Linked DNA regions of Zea mays: region 1 is linked to region 2. Evidence: chromatin contacts called from public Hi-C data. All regions are on one chromosome and are shown on one strand. The core of a region is the stretch at or near the end of the contact, and the rest is flanking DNA. Distances in the headings are between cores, read along the strand shown. Region 1 holds the start of LOC100276485 (Ninja-family protein 7). Region 2 holds the start of LOC100304289 (Eukaryotic aspartyl protease family protein).

The links. A called contact is a pair of places that touch in the nucleus more often than the background predicts.
Region 1: a contact with region 2 is called in a Hi-C map of leaf, with 7 times the contacts expected there. The contact joins the promoter of LOC100276485 here to the promoter of LOC100304289 in region 2. A contact is called at or near these places in 2 of 25 Hi-C or Micro-C datasets (ear and leaf).

What each region holds. Positions count from the first base shown.
Region 1 is chr8:68,985,709-68,991,504 of Zm-B73-REFERENCE-NAM-5.0, reverse strand. It overlaps LOC100276485 (Ninja-family protein 7), which reads right to left and starts at 2,098. Exons shown (of 3, transcript NM_001150261.1): 1 at 1,915-2,098.
Region 2 is chr8:68,441,342-68,446,513 of Zm-B73-REFERENCE-NAM-5.0, reverse strand. It overlaps LOC100304289 (Eukaryotic aspartyl protease family protein), which reads left to right and starts at 1,330. Exons shown (of 2, transcript NM_001165731.2): 1 at 1,330-2,120; 2 at 3,178-4,130. The coding sequence starts at 1,552. The coding sequence ends at 4,018. It overlaps LOC100280675 (60S ribosomal protein L37a), which reads right to left. Exons shown (of 5, transcript NM_001154551.3): 5 at 4,842-5,110. The coding sequence ends at 5,047.

The DNA.
Region 1 (5,796 bases), core at 849-3,348, 540 kb before region 2:
TAGTCGTTGATCTGTCAGAAGTATCCGTTGAAGATGTCAGAATCGACCGTTGGAGGGTCGCGGACTGTCTGGGCCCTAGCCGCGGACCGTCCGCCAGTGCAACTTCAGGCAGATGCGCCCCAACGGCTATATGGGTGGTTGAGGGCTATAAATACCACCCCAACCGTCCACTTCAAGGTGTGGGAGCCCAAGCAACATTCCAAGTCATATAGTTGACATATCCAAGCCCTCCCAACCACCTCTATTCATTGATCCATCCTATACACAAGATTTAGACCACTACAAACCACACAAGTGCCACAAAAGAGAGAGCAAGCAAAAGAAAGCCTCTTGTGAGAGTTTAGCTCTAGTGCCTTGTGAGATTCATTGAGAGAAAGTGTGTGCTACATCTTGCGTTCATTTGCGCGTGGAGTTTTGACTCCCATTGGACTTCCTCCAAAGTTTTGGAGGCTTGTAAAGCTAGCAAGAGACACCTAAGTGTGTGGTGATCCTTGCGGGGTCTTAATTGATCCTTGAGAAGAAGAAGAGCTTGCCGATCTTCGGGATCGGTAGAGAGAAGGGAAAGGGTTGAAAGAGACCCGTCCTTAGTGGACTCCTCAACGGGGACTAGGCCTTCGAGGGCCGAACCTCGGTAAAACAAATCACCCGTGTCTCGTGTGTTTATTGCTTGTGATTTGTTTGTTCTCTCCCTTTCTAAGTTCTCTTGCGCTACTCTTTGCTAACATTATTGTGTGTTGCTTCAAGTTAAATTCTCATTTAGAGAAGCAACTCCTTGCAAGAAAGAACTTGTGTTTATCTTCTTCTTAACTAACCCCTCTTGCATTATTCTCCACTAACATTTCTAATAGTATTGTTATTGATTAAATTCCGCACTCTTTGAAAACAATACTCATTGCAAGCAAAGGTTTTAGTTTTATACTCCGATAATTGTGAATCTTGTTCTAACCACTAATCAAGGGATCTAGTTGGGGTGTAAAGTTATAATTTTCAGATTTCGCTTATCCACCCCCCTAGGCGACTTTCACTATATAATCCATCAGTTTAAACTTTGCAAAACTCACCCAACCAAATCACCCCACACTCATAACCTCCACTAAAACCACTAAACAAATTACACCTAGACTTTACACACCATCAAAACCAACAGTGTAGATCATTGAATAACCCCCTCTCCTGTACTTACTCAAATCCAATGGACAATATTATTTTGATCATCTCTCCCCCTCCCCTGAGATCCCGCCACCCCAGCCTCCCCCTCCCCCTCTGCTCCGTCCCAGCCGCCCTCTCCCCCTCACTCGCGCTGCGACCGCCATAGTCGTCAACCCCTCCCCTTGTGCCGCCACTGTCGACCTCTCCGCTCCCCTCCACAGGATCGTAGCGTTATCACATGATATATGCTAGTGGTATGATACTCCAAGACATTAGAGCACACCCAATAGAAAGTTTCTAGCTATGCCACTGTGGCTAGATATCCTACAGAGTGGAGGCATGGGTGTACACATGTGCACTCGAAAAAATTTGCAAGAAAATCGAAGTTAGTGGGTAAAATATATGCATACACTTAATTATAGCGGATCCGTATACAAATGGTCAAATAGTTCATGTTAGGGTTTGGGTGCTCGGTTTCCTACAGCAGGAACGGAAGAGAAGGGGTCAGCATGCCTGGTCCCGGCGAACAACTAGCGAAGGTCCCGGTGAACAACTAGAGAAGGGCCCAGCGAACAACTAGTGAAAGGCCCAATGAAGACGGCGGATCTAGTAAAGGGACATGGGTCATGGGTGTACACATGTACACCCGATAATTTTTGCAGAAAGTTAGGAGTTAGTAAGCGTCAAATAGGTAAAGGGCTTGAGGTTAGAGTTTGGGAACTCGGTCTCGCACAGCAGATTGGGAAGAGAATGGTGTAGGAATACCTGGTGGGCGCTCCTCGCCGGCGAAGATCAGCTAAGGACTCGGCACCTGGCGTAGGGCGGCGGCGATAGCCAAATTAGAATCCGATCTGGGAAAAGAGAGGCTCGATCCGGGAAGGGGGACTGTCAGCGGTGCGAGCCTTGCGGCGTCGCCGTACTGACGAGAGGAACGCGAGGAGGAAGACGTGAACGAAGGAGGAGGGCGGACCGTGGACGGTTGGGTTGACACTTGACAAGGATTACCAGTAGAAGCATGTTTGTTTTATCTCTAGTTTTTAGAAACTTGTTTAGGACTAGTTTGAGAATCTAATTTCTATTTTTCTAAAATAAATTAGTTTATTTTTTCTTGAAAAAATAGAAATTATTTGGGAAAATAGAGTTTCTAAACTAACCCTTATAAAAAAACTGGTTTATAGTATAGTAGCACTCAGTTTTTAAGAAACTGGTTTATAGATACGAGATAGTTCTAAACATACTAGTTTGTGTCTCATTTTATAGAAACTAGATTTTCAGTTTCTTAAAAAACAAGAAGCTAGTCTCCATTGGCTAGAACTAGTTTTATAAAAACTGATATGGTTTCAAACACCATAAAGCAATTTTTTATAACCGGTTTCTAGAAAACTAGAGATAGAAACCGGATTCTTAAAAACTAGATTGCTTTCAAATAGGACCTTAGATTTAAGAATATGAGAATCCAGTTTCTACAAATTTTGATATAAACTGATATGTTTGGAACACCTCGGTTTTTATAAAACAGATTCTTAAAAATTGGGTGCTTTCAAACAAGCCCTAAGTTGCTTCCAAACATGTTCTAAGAGTCTGTTTAGAAGCCCCTAGTTTTTAACAAACCGTTTTATAAAAACTAAAAGGGTTCAAAACAAAACAGCTTATGTTTCGGTTTATAGAAATAAGATTTCTAGTTTTTTTAAACCAAGAAGCTAACCTCTCCTAACAAACTAGTTCATGAAAATTGAGGTGGTTCCAAACACCATTGAAAGGAAATTAGGCTTACACATTTTCCTATTTAATTTTGGTGGTTGAATTGTCCAACACAAATAATTGGACTAACTAGTTTGCTCTAGTCTATAAGTTCTACAGGTGCCAAAGGTTCACAATAAGCTAATAAAAAGACCAAGAAAGGGTTCAAACAAAGAGAGCAAAAGACATCCCAAAAAGCACCCTGGTCTGGCGCACCGGACTGTCCGGTGCACCGGGGCACTCGAAGCTGAACTCGTTACCTTCGGGAAAATCAGAGGGCGCTCCGCTATAATTCACCGGACAAATCCAACACTTCAACTCCCAAGCCACGACTATACTCCTCGCCTCTCTAAGTCGAGAGAAGTATAATAAGGTGCAAGGGTTGAAGAGTGCAAAGAAAATTTGGGACGTGCTAAAGACCGCGCACGAAGGAGACGAGGTGACCAAGATCACCAAGCGGGAGACGATCGAGGGGGAGCTCGGTCGCTTCCAGCTTCGCTAAGGGGAGGAGCCACAAGATATGTACAACCGGCTCAAGACCTTGGTAAACCAAGTGCGCAACCTCGGGAGCAAAAATGGGATGACCATGAAATGGTTAAGGTTATTCTTAGATCACTTGTGTTCCTTAACCCTACGCAAGTTCAATTAATTCGTGGTAATCCTAGATATACACTAATGGCTCCCGAAGAAGTAATAGGAAACTTTGTGAGCTTTGAGTTGATGATCAAAGGCTCAAAGAAAATTATCGAGCACGACGGCCCCTCCACGCCCGAAGCACAACCGGTCGCATTCAAGGCGATGGAGGAGAAGAAAGAGGAATCTACATCAAGTAGACCACCCATCGATGCCTCCAAGCTCGACAATGAGGAGATGGCGCTCATCATCAAAAGCTTCCGCCAAATCCTCAAGCAAAGGAGGGGGAAGGATTACAAGCCCCGCTCCAAGAAAGTTTGCTACAAGTGTGGTAAGCCCGGTCATTTTATTGCAAAATGTCCACTATCTAGTGACAGTGACAAGGGCGACGACAAGAAGGGCAAGAGGAGAGAAAAGAAGAGGTACCACAAGAAGAGGGGCGGCGATGCCCATGTGTGCCGTGAATGAGACTCCGACGAGAGCTCCACCGACTCCTCCTCCGACGAGGACGCCGCCAACATCGCCGTCACCAAGGGCCTCCTCTTCCCAAACGTCGGCCACAAGTGCCTCATGGCAAAGGACGGCAAAAGGAAGAAGGTAAAATCAAGATCCTCCACTAAATATGAAACCTCTAGTGATGAGGATAATTGTAGTGATTAGGAGGATAATTTGTGTATCCTTTTTGCCAACCTAAACATGCAACAAAAAGAAAAATTAAATGAATTAATTAGTGTTATTAATGAAAAGGATGAACTCTTGGACTCCCAAGATGACTTCCTAATTAAGAAAAATAAGAAGCATGTTAAGGTTAAGAATGCTTATGCTCTAGAAGTAGAAAAATGTGAAAAATTATCTAGTGAGCTAAGCACTTGCCATGATGTCATTACCAACCTTAGAAATGAGAATGCTAGTTTAAATGCTAAGGTTGATTCTAATGTTAGTGATGTTTCAATTTCCAATCTTAGAGATGATAAAGTTAAATTACTTGCTAAGATTGAAGAATTAAATGTTTCTCTTGCTAGCCTTAGAAATGATAATGAAAAATTAATTGCTAAGGCTAAAGAATTAGATGTTTGCAATGCTTCAATTTCCGATCTTAGAGATAACAATGATATTTTGCGTGCTAAGATTGTTGAACTTAATTCTTGCAAACCCCCTACATCTACCATTGAGCATGTTACTATTTGCACTAGGTGTAGAGATGTTAACATTGACGTTATTCATGATCATATGGCTTTAATTAAACAACAAAATGATCATATAGCAAAATTAGATGCTAAAATTGCCGAGCATGACTTAGAAAATGAAAATTTTAAATTTGCTAGAAGCATGCTCTATAGTGGGAGACGCCCTGGCATCAAGGATGGCATTGGCTTCCAAAAGGGAGACAATGACAAACTTAGTGCCCCTCCTAAAAGATTATCTAACTTTGTTAAGGGCAAAGCTCCCATGCCTCAGGATAACGAGGGTTATATTTTGTACCCTGCCGGTTATCCCGAGAGCAAAATTAGGAGAATTCACTCTACGAAGTCTCACTCTGGCCCTAATCATGCTTTTATGTATAAGGGTGAGACATCTAGCTCTAGGCAATCAACCCGTGCAAAATTGCCTAAGAAGAAAATTCCTATTGCATCAAATGATTCTAACATTTCATTTAAAACTTTTGATGCATCTTATGTGCTAACCAACAAATCAGGCAAGGTAGTTGCCAAGTATGTTGGGGACAAACACAAGGGCGCCAAGACTTGTGTTTGGGTACCCAAAGTTCTTGTATCTAATGTCAAAGGACCCAAAACCGTTTTGGTACCTAAAATCAAGAACTAAACTTGTTTTGTAGGTTTATGCATCCGGGGGCTCAAGTTGGATCATCGATAACGGGTGCACAAACCATATGACAGGGGAGAAGAAGATGTTCTCCTCCTACGAGAAAAACCAAGATCCCCAACGAGCTATCACATTCGGGGATGGAAATCAAGGTTTGGTCAAAGGATTGGGTAAAATTGATATATCTCCTGACCATTCCATTTCCAATGTTTTTCTTGTAGATTTTTAGACTATAACTTGCTTTCAGTTTCGCAATTATGTAAAATGGGCTACAACTGTCTTTTTACAGATATAGGTGTTACTGTCTTTAGAAGATATGATGATTCAATAGCATTTAAGGGAGTGTTAGAGGGTCAGCTATACTTGGTAGATTTTGATAGAGCTGAACTCGACACTTGCTTAATTTCTAAGACTAACATGGGATGGCTCTGGCATCGCCGACTAGCACAC
Region 2 (5,172 bases), core at 81-2,580:
ACACACTGCACGCGTGTGTGCTGTACATAACTAACGTGTGCGTGACAGGAAGATAGATGTCGAGGCGTGTAGTAAGCTTACGGACGGATTTCAACAAACACCTGTACTGTACGTTTTAGCTTGGTCGTTGTGTGCGCGTGCTGTCCATCGATTGGGCTGGGTCGGTGTCTCCTCTCCTCTCCCTTGTGCCGGTCATCTCTATCTCGTGAGGCTACCTCCGCCAAGCGTAACGGCAGCGGCCGCGTGGCGGCGCGCATGCGTCACCGCCCCTTGTCGACGCGGGCAAGGGCAACGAATGTGCAGCCGCGTCATTGGTCGATCGACGTGCCACTTGTCGCCTCCTTGCTTGCGTCACCAAAAGAAAAGACTCCGGGCTCCTGGGAAGCCAACAAGCAGCATGCCTGTGCCCACGGCCCACGCAGCCAACGCTGGATCGGTCGCTCACCGGAGCAAACTGCAAACGATGACAGGGGCCGCCTGTGTGTCACTGACTCACTGTCACCTGCGGCTGCGGACGTGCATGCACACCTGGGCGCGCAACGTGGCACGGCATGGGTGGCACAACGACCAATGTGCGCGCGGAGCCCAGCCATGTAATCTACAGTAGCACAGCAGCTGCTGGTCCGGACAGAGATTTGGCACGTCCAGACAGTATTACGGCCCCACCACGGCACCACGCCAACGACCGATCGAGTGTGCATGTAGTCAGGGCACTAGCAGCTCTGCACCTGCGTCTGTCCTGGTTCAGCGCATAGTGTGAGTAGGAAGGACCGAAGGAGTAGGTGCTGATTGGGGGAACTGATCTGATCGGAATCGCCAATCAGGACGGCGAATCCGGCTTGCTCGCCGTCCTAGCTAGTAGCTGCCAACGGGCATCCGGAGGACCGGACCCGGGCGAAATCATCTTCTGCAGATCGCATTGTTGCCTACCTTTCGATTCCTTCCCCCCCGCCCTGAAACCAGCCAGCCGGTGATCTTGCAGAGCTGGATTTCTGTCGCGATAAGATAGCCGTTACTGCCGTAAGATTTCCATGGATGGACTCGAATGTGAGGCCCACACGAACATAACATGCCTGGCAACTAGAGCGGCCGGGCCCATGGCCCACGGCGGACAGCGAGCAAATCTCCGGCGGGCAGGAACCAGGAAGAAGGAAAGGAGATCATCTATCATCCTGGCTCGCTCGACCCGGCCGCCAATCAGTCGCGCTTGCCAAACGCCAGCGAAGCGCGCACGATCCGACCCAACCCAATCCACGGGCAGAGCGCCAGCCATTTTGTTTATAAAAGACGACGTCTCCCCCGCTTCGCCGTCACGGACGCAGCCAAAAACTCTGCTCCGCTCCGGCCACCTCCCTCTTCTTCGACTGAGTAAACACGAGCAGCCGAGCACGCGACCCGACAACGCTCGCGCGGAGGCCGAAATGCCCGCTGCTGCTCCTCTTCCCAGTACGTAGCAGCGGAACATCGTCGTGGGTCGTCCGCCGTTGCCATCGTGTGACGGCGTGAAGGGATCGGATCGAAGGAGGCCGCAAGCCAAGCAAGGATCAAGAAATGGCGTCGCGCGGCCACCTGCTGCTACTAGCGCTGCTCGTGCTGGCCGCGGCGGCAGCGGCAGCGTCGGGCGGCGGGCGACAGCACCAGCAGCGGCAGCGCGGCGGGAGGAAGCCGAAGCCGGCGCGGCCGCGGCTGGACCTCGTCCCCGCCGCGCCGGGCGCGTCCCTGGGCGAGCGCGCGAGGGACGACGCGCGCCGCCACGCGTACATCCGGTCGCAGCTGGCGTCCCGCCGGCGCCGCGCCGCCGACGTGGGCGCGTCCGCCTTCGCCATGCCGCTCTCGTCGGGGGCCTACACCGGCACGGGCCAGTACTTCGTGCGCTTCCGCGTGGGCACCCCCGCGCAGCCGTTCGTGCTGGTGGCGGACACCGGCAGCGACCTCACCTGGGTCAAGTGCCGCGGCGCTGCTGGACCACCGGCTTCGGACCCGCCGGCGCGCGAGTTCCGCGCCTCCGAGTCCAGGTCGTGGGCGCCCCTCGCGTGCTCCTCCGACACCTGCACCTCCTACGTGCCCTTCTCTCTCGCCAACTGCTCGTCGCCGGCTAGTCCCTGCGCCTACGACTACCGGTCAGTACCTCACCATCTCCCCATTTCCATTCCCCAAGAACAGGCACCACCGCAGCAGCAGTAGTAAGTGTTGCCGTGTTGGTTGGTGAGCGAGCGGGTGGGTCGGGACCTCACCTCGCGCGCGCCATTACTCGCGCAGCTTTTTAACCGTGCTCCTCCTCCTCCTGCCGGTCTCGCCGCGGCATGGCATTCAATTTGCTTCGCTCGGCAGGCTCTGCTCCTGATTGCTGGGGCTGCTAGTGAGTGCGGGCACGAGTTCATGCGCCTTGTGCTCTTGCACTTGACTGACTCTCCTGTGAAATTCACCCTCTACTACTACATTCAGGGTAGACGTAGACTACACACGACTCACGGTGACAGTAGATTCTAGGGATTGGCCAACCACAAGCAGCCGCAGCACGGCAGCAGCACGTTGTACGGGTCGAGGTTGTCCAGGCTCCGGCCGGGACGGACGAGCGGGCAACCACCACACATTTATTCTTCACCGGCCCCGGCCGCGTCTCTCCGATCCGTCGCGCGCGATCTGGACGACGCGACGCCCCGATCGTTGGTGGCGCGCACGTTGGCGTAGGTAGGGCGGCGTCGCGGCCGCCGATGCGCTGTCGCCTGCCTCCTGTCTCCGGTTCGTTTTGTTTAAAAAAAATGGAGCAACTTGTTCACCCGCCGCCGCCTCGCCAAGTGCCTAAATGCACGCGCCATGTGCTGGCTCGGCGGACTGCCGCGCCCCGTGACCCTGCTTGTGGCGGCAGCTTGGGGAGTTCAGAAACACGAACATGGCATGGTTGCCTGTCCGATCCGGCGTTCTCTCAACCTTAACGTTTGCCAAGGCGTTTTCTTTGGTACTCTAGACTCCTGTATGTACTGTGACACTGTAGTGCGGTCTGAGGTCGAGGACAGCGAACGCGTTGGCTGTTCAATGTTCATGTATACGACTGTCGCTTAATCTTGCAAATCGGCAAATGCATTTTGTTGAGTTAAATAAAAACGTGTAGCGGCCGAATCTTTCCATGTGGCCGCTCCTGATGCCGACGTGGTGTGGTGGCAAATGGCATGGCAGGTACAAGGACGGCTCCGCGGCGCGCGGCGTGGTGGGCACCGACGCGGCCACCATCGCGCTGTCGGGGAGCGGGAGCGAGGACGGCAGCGGCGGCGGCGGCAGGCGCGCGAAGCTGCAGGGCGTGGTTCTGGGCTGCACCGCCACGTACGACGGGCAGAGCTTCCAGTCCTCGGACGGGGTGCTGAGCCTGGGCAACAGCAACATCTCGTTCGCGTCCCGCGCCGCCGCGCGCTTCGGGGGCCGCTTCTCCTACTGCCTCGTGGACCACCTGGCCCCGCGCAACGCCAGCAGCTACCTCACCTTCGGCCCGGGGCCCGAGGGCGGCGGCGCCCCCGCCGCGCGGACGCCGCTGGTGCTCGACCGCCGGGTGAGCCCGTTCTACGCCGTGGCGGTGGACGCCGTGTACGTGGCCGGCGAGGCGCTCGACATCCCCGCGGACGTGTGGGACGTGGGCCGGGGCGGCGGCGCGATCCTCGACTCCGGGACCAGCCTCACCGTCCTCGCCACCCCGGCGTACCGGGCCGTGGTCGCCGCGCTCGGCGGGCGCCTCGCCGCGCTGCCCAGGGTCGCCATGGACCCGTTCGAGTACTGCTACAACTGGACCGCCGGCGCGCCGGAGATCCCCAAGCTGGAGGTAAGCTTCGCCGGGTCGGCGCGGCTGGAGCCCCCCGCCAAGAGCTACGTCATCGACGCGGCGCCAGGGGTGAAGTGCATCGGCGTGCAGGAGGGCGCGTGGCCAGGGGTGTCGGTCATCGGCAACATCCTGCAGCAGGAGCACCTCTGGGAGTTCGACCTCAGGGACCGCTGGCTCCGGTTCAAGCACACGCGCTGCGCCCTATGATGATTTGCTGACGGACGCCGCGAATGCATGATTGATTCCTCTATCGCATCGCATTGATAAAATTTGTGACGAGGTTTTTTTCTGAATGAAATGAAAAGATGATTCTTAGCGCAACGGGAAATCGTTCACCTGAAATTAAACAGCAGTCTGCACGTACGCATGTGGTCGGTTTTTTTTTTGGCAAAGCCGGCCACACAACTGAGCCCATACGCAACACAGATTCTGAAACAAGAACGGACTGAACTTTGCAAACCCAGCTTACACAACATGCCACAAATTAATGTCATAACTAATAATACTTACATGTTGTTTGGTTCACATAATACTTAGAGCAACTCCAATAGTTATGTAAATTTTAGCTCTCTAAATCACATATTTAAGAAGTTGCTAAATGCCTTTTGGAGTAAAAAAAAAATGTGAGTTCTCTGATAGTTCTCTAAATATAGGTTGTAATTTTGTTTTTTATTTATCCACATAAAAAATAAGTCACAAAAACTATATAATGCAGTCAACATTTTTGTTTAGGAAGTTGTTAAATGGTTGCCAAATGTAGAGACAAAATGAGGTTAGATGACAAGTTGTTAAATTTAGAAAGTTCATTTAGAGAACTGTTGAAGAATAGTTTTTATGTTAACAACTAAATTATTAATTTAGAAAGTCTTTTAGAGAACTACTGGAGTTGCTCTTAGGTGTTCAGAAACCGCTGCCTCGTTTGACAAATACTGTAAGATGGTAGCATGAACAATTAGGTATAACGATGTCCCAGATCTCGATACTAGCAGCAGCTAAACACCACCAGAACCATCACAGAGCATCAAAGTTGTTCGGCAGCACAAGAAAACATACGATTACGCAAGTATTTGCATTGCATAGTGCATACCATCAATTTAGCATGACAAACCATGAGTACAAAGTGGTCACTACAGATAGATAAACATTTCTTGTTCATTTAGCTAAAAAGGCAAAATGGTTCACGGCTCTTGGCTGAACTACAAAAATCCAGGTACTCCTTTTCAAGCTGCCCGCAATCATGCTTCGGTCTGCTCCCGCAGGCGCCGGATTGTGCTTCTCACAGTGACCGCACTAGCAGTGCTGGAAATGCAAAGTAACAAAATTAGAAAACACACGAGGATTCAATATAAACAGAGTAACCG